2 separate regions of the Sus scrofa genome follow, and region 1 is linked to region 2. Evidence: chromatin contacts called from public targeted proximity ligation data. All regions are on one chromosome and are shown on one strand. The core of a region is the stretch at or near the end of the contact, and the rest is flanking DNA. Distances in the headings are between cores, read along the strand shown.

What was found.
Region 1: a contact with region 2 is called in a targeted proximity ligation map of alveolar macrophages. A contact is called at or near these places in 3 of 47 Hi-C or Micro-C datasets (blood, embryonic fibroblasts and epiblast stem cells) and 1 of 2 datasets of targeted methods (alveolar macrophages).

The regions. Positions count from the first base shown.
Region 1 is chr5:60,837,986-60,840,686 of Sscrofa11.1, forward strand. It overlaps LOC106507269 (a long non-coding RNA gene), which reads right to left. Exons shown (of 5, transcript XR_002344104.1): 2 at 1,127-1,266. Among named protein-coding and RNA genes, the nearest start is that of ETV6, 63 kb to the left of the region's middle.
Region 2 is chr5:60,531,090-60,533,789 of Sscrofa11.1, forward strand. It overlaps ETV6 (transcription factor ETV6), which reads right to left. Exons shown (of 8, transcript XM_005652587.3): 7 at 727-827. Among named protein-coding and RNA genes, the nearest start is that of BCL2L14, 170 kb to the left of the region's middle.

The DNA.
Region 1 (2,701 bases), core at 141-2,640, 310 kb after region 2:
TAAGAGGAGGAAATGGGTAAGAAAATGTCTAAAACTCACTGAGAGTGTTGCAGGTTCCTTTTTATCTTCTTTATCAAATCAGCAAGTCTCTCTGGAGTATGTATCAGGATTGCACCACTTTGACAGGGCACCAAGGGAGACAGAAAAGAAGGAGAAAACAGACCTTTTCCTGGAGCAAAGAAACTTGCAAACTCCCAAGAATAGGGTAAGGCGATGGCAGGTCACTTAAGCATGCACTCAGGTAAGGACCAGAACAGCTTTGGCTGGCTGGCACATGGCTAATATTTGGCCCATCTGCCGCCTTTGGCATATATGCCAGATGTTGCAGTAAGACAACTACGGGAAGAACAGAACTAGGGGAAGCATTTGCTTGTTAGTTGGTTGTAATAGAAAATTACATATGGGACATAATGCCTAATGACTAAATAGGTGATATCAAAGGGTAATTACCTTCCTGTCTCAAAGAGGCTAGGCTTGAAAACATCATATAATATGTTCACAATGCTATAAATCAGCTATAATTCAATAAAATGTTAAAAAATCATTTAATAATTGTCATTATCTTATTTCTTTAATATTTATTTAGTTAGTTATTTTTGCTTTTTAGGGCCACACCTGTGGCATATGTAGGTTCCTAGGCTAGGGATCTAATTGGAGCTATAGCTGCCAGCCTACCCCACAGCCACAACTACGCCAGACCCAAGCCTCCTCTGCCACCTACACCACAGTTCACGGCAACGCTGGATCCTTAACCCACTGAGCGAGGTCAGAGATCAAACCCGAAACCTCATGGTTCCTAGTTGGATTCATTTCCCCTGTGCCACGACACGGAATGCCAATTATTTTAAAGAAAGCAATCCCTTTAGTTTGGGCAATGGCTTTTATTTACATTTTCTTTTTTCCAATTAAATTTCTTTAGCAAGTGATAATAGATTGGTAAGCGGTGTCATTACGTAGCAGGAGAATCACTCCACAAGATGGTAGGAAACTGAGAGACCACCACTGTCCTCCCACCTCTATTCCATCACACCTACAAAGCTGTATGCTCCAGCCTTACAACCTTAAATAAAATCACTTAATCTCTGTGATTCAGTTGCCTCATCTAATAAAACAAAAATGACCATACCTCATTGGTCCCAAGGGCAGGGACTATATGGGTGATTTCTTGAGTTTCCTTCTGCTGTGATTATGATCAGTCATGTGACACGTGTGCAAGGAATCCTTTTTAGCAGGATTGGTTCCTGCCTCCAAAGAGCCTACCGTCTGCTGGGGAAACAGGAAACACACAATTACAATTTAACACAAAATGTCTGTAGTGGAGGCAGATGAGATACACAGGACAGAGAAGGACTAGATTCACACATCAGTCCAGGGAAGTGAGGGGACTTCCTTAGGGGAAGTAACACTTGAGCTGAGCCTGAACGGAGTTCCCACACCATCAAGAGAACAGGGGTTCCAACTGGAAGAACAGCACATTTTAAAGAGGAGACTTGTCTGGAGGAAGAACCAAAAGTAAGTTCACATGAGTGGGAGACAGCGAACAAAGCACGAAGTTGCGAAAATGTGGGGCTGGCAGATAGTTAGAAATTACTCAAGATAACCATTGAGCACTCACTGGTGGAAGGGCAGTAGCCTAGATGCTGGCTGATTAGGAATTCTGAATTTCTGGAGAAGCATTTGAGAAGACTTCAAACCAGAGTTAGGAAGAACAAAAATAAAGCTAGTGAGAGAATCCAGGGAAGACACAGGAAAAATCTATGAGAGACCATGGCTGTGGGAGAAGAGAACTATTTAGGAGACAGAATCAACCCTTAGTTTATGGGATGAGGGTTAAGGAGCAGGGAAGAATAAAGAATCACTTTCCCACTTCCTGCCTTTAGGAAATTGGGTGGCTGATGGTGGCATTCACTGAGGTAGGAGTTGGTGGAGAAAGGGTTGGCCCTCATCTTTGCCCCTGCTTTTGTTTTATGGAGCAATCACCGTCCCGATATATTTCTGAAGATACTGAAGTACTTGCGTTTGTTTTCCTTTCAAATTCCCTTGCCTTCTGTAGAGTTTGGAGTCTGTGAGGAGACTGGGTTTCTTTCAGGCAGATGCATTAAGCCTGTCCTTGGCTGTGGTCTCCGTCTCAGGTGTCCTAGGCTGCAATGTTCTTCCTGAGCATACTTCCCTCTCCATCTACCTCCTGCTTCCAGAACTTTGTTGAAATCTTCACTCTTCTACTTCTCTCCCATGCTCTTGTTGGGTGGGGTTGGGAGGGTCATGCTTTCTTATTTCTTTCCTATAATTTTATTTATTTATTTAGTCTTTTTGTCTTTTTAGGGCCGCACCCGCGGCATATAGAGGTTCCCAGGCTAGGGGTCCAATCGGAGCTGTAGCCACCGGCCTACGCCACAGCCACAGCGACACCTGCAACCTACACCACAGCAATGCCGAATCTTTAACCCACTGAGTGAGACTAGGGATCAAACCTGCGTCCTCATGGATGCTAGTCAGGTTCCTTAACCGCTGAACCACGACGGGAACGCCATTATTTCTTTACTTTGATTTGAATGATTTTTCTGAAAAAGGATAAATGGATACACTCAATCTACCATCTTCAACCAGAAGCTCCTGAATTTGAGCTCCGATATGATGTATTTAAGGTAGCTATGGTGCGTCTAGATAGAGATTTAGAGTATGTATGTGTGAATTAGCTGTA
Region 2 (2,700 bases), core at 157-2,656:
CCTCTCTGGCACAGAACTTGGAATCACAATCTATGAGGTAGGTTAACCTGTCGGAACTCATTAGCTGTGCGGGATTTTGGAAAGAGGAGCGTCTAATGCAATAGCTTTCAGACTTTTGAACTGCCTCGTAAAGGGCAGTAGACTTGAGACCGACCTGGGCATGTATGTGTTAAAAAAGCAAATGTTAAAGCAATATACATATATGCCCAGGTCTGTCTCAAGTCCCTGGCGGTGCAGGGCAGCTGGCAGTGTGTATCATGAATGCAGGAGGCAGGAGAGCGGACCAGAGGTAGAGATTGTTGAATTCATCTAGGAGTCAATCATGCAGTCTAGACATCAGCCTACAGTGTCAGGGAAGCATGATAATAATATAATAATAATGCTCCTGCCTCGCTTTCATTTTCCAAGTCTCAAGGGAGTTGGGTCCTTGCTTTGCTGTTCGTTACTGATTGTTCCCTTTAACAGTGGATATAAAGGCCAGATAATACAATCTGAGCATTGCTTTATTTTAAAGGTGTGTTTATTCGTAGTTTTGTCTTTGGGATGGATATAAGTTAATTTTTTTTTTTTCAGTGTAACAAACCAGCATCTGGTATCCAGTGTGTAGCAGCAATGGTGCTGAGGATCAGATAGGCAGGTAGCAATCTGAACCATCTCCCTCCTCCCTCTTATTTGAAGAAAACAATATCCTCCCCAAAGAAGGAAAGCAGAAAAAGGAAGTGCTACCTGAACAAAAGCCTTTGTCCTGGCTCCTTCCTGATAATGTTTAGTTTGTAGTAGTGGCGCAGGGCTCTGGACATTTTCTCATAGGTCATGTTTGTTCTGTTCTGTTTGTTCAAAGGAGGAAGAGAGAGAGAAAAAAAAAAGCACAAAGACACAATGAAATGAACCTCAGAAAAGGTGCTGGAGGAGCTATTAAAATGCAGCTCTTCAGCTGCTCCTGGGGCCCTGCCAGTGGGGAAAGCTCCCTGCTAACCTGCTCCCTTCCAGGCCCACTGTGCTGCGTTTTCACCGACGCCAAGGCCCAGGTTTCTCCCGAGGTGACTCAGCCTTGGTCAGGAGGCTGGAGCTCCCGCTAACAAAGCACACCCACGGTGGCCTCTGGACTTCCTCTCCCAGGACTGCGCTCTGCTGTGCCTGAGGAATTTCCTGCAGACCACCCCTCCCTCCCCATTCTGGGGGGCATCCTTCACCTTCTGACCTGCAGAGAATTTCTTTTTTTTTTTCCTTTTTTTAAACATGACCTTTGTCCAACTTGTGTTTCTGGCTTGTCATTTTTAAGGAAGAGATTTTTTTTTTTGGTTTAAATTTCTGTTGTGGAAGCAAGAATCCAGTGGCTCCAGGCCCCGGGGCCAGGGCACACTGTGGGAGTTGTTGCAGAGCGATTTTTCTCAGTGACTCACGCGATGGAGCGTGTCAGTGGGACCTGGCCATATTTGGTCATAGCCTCTGGTAGGTCCTCCTCAGTGGGGCAAGAGCATGGGCTGCGGACCATGGAGGCTGCAGCCAGGGCAGAGCTGGGCTGTACCCTCTCTGTGCCCTCCCCATCTGGAGGTGAGACTTCAGGGTGCCTGGCCAACTTGGCCTCACATCTATCTGTCTGTGGGTAGGCTTGGGTCTTGGTTACTCAGCAGGGGGAAGTTCCCAGGTCAGGGATTGAACCTGGGCCACAGCAGTGACCTGAGCTGCTGCAGTGACAATGCCAGGTCCTTAACCCACTGTGCCACCAGGGAACTCCTCACTTAAAAAAAAAAGTCGCAATACAGATTTATCTATTAAAAATGTTTTTTGGCAGGGGACCACTTTGCTCTATTTTATTTTATTGTGGTAAGAACACTGAACATGAGATCTACCGTCTTAACAAATTTTTAGGTGCATAATACAGCAGCGTTAACCATAGGTAGTGTTGAACATCGGATTTCTAGAACTTAACTCATCTTGTTTAATGATTGATTAGTAATGCTGCTTTTCTGCCTCTCCCCAGGAGAGTTGCTTCCTGTGACTGGCTTATTTCACTTGACATGGCTGGACCTTGAGGACGCTATGCTGCAGAATCGCCTTTTTTAAGGCTGAATACTATTCCATTGCATGGATATAGCATGGTTTCTAGACCCATTCGTTCATCAGTGGATGTTTAGGTTGTTTTACACTTTATACCTATACACATTCACAGTTTTCATAACTTACAAAAGACTATATATATATACGTTGTCTTTTTAGGGCTGCACCTGTGGCATATGGAAGTTCCCAGGCTAGGGGTCGAATTGGAGCCGTAGGCTGCAGCCATAGCCACAGTAATGCTGGATTTGAGCCGCATCCACAGCCTATGCTGCACCTTGAGGCAATGCTGGATCCTTAACCCACTGACCAAGGCCAGGGATTGAACCCACATCCTCATGGACACTTACTAGATGGGTTCTTAACCTGTTGAACCACAACGGGAACTCCAACGATATCTTTAAATTTGATTCCCTCCCCTCTATGTGGAAAATTCTGGGGCAGTCAGACTTCTTGCACTGTTTGCTTTTAAAGGAGATGTTTTCAAGTCAGGATAAGTATTTTCCATGTAGAATGGGGCTTTGGCAGCCACAGGGCTTTCTAACGGAGCAGAACAGAAGCGATACTTCCAAAGCCCCTGTGGGTCACAGAGTCCTGCAGGGCATCCCTGGTACCCAGTTCTTAATGCTGGCGTGGGCGGCA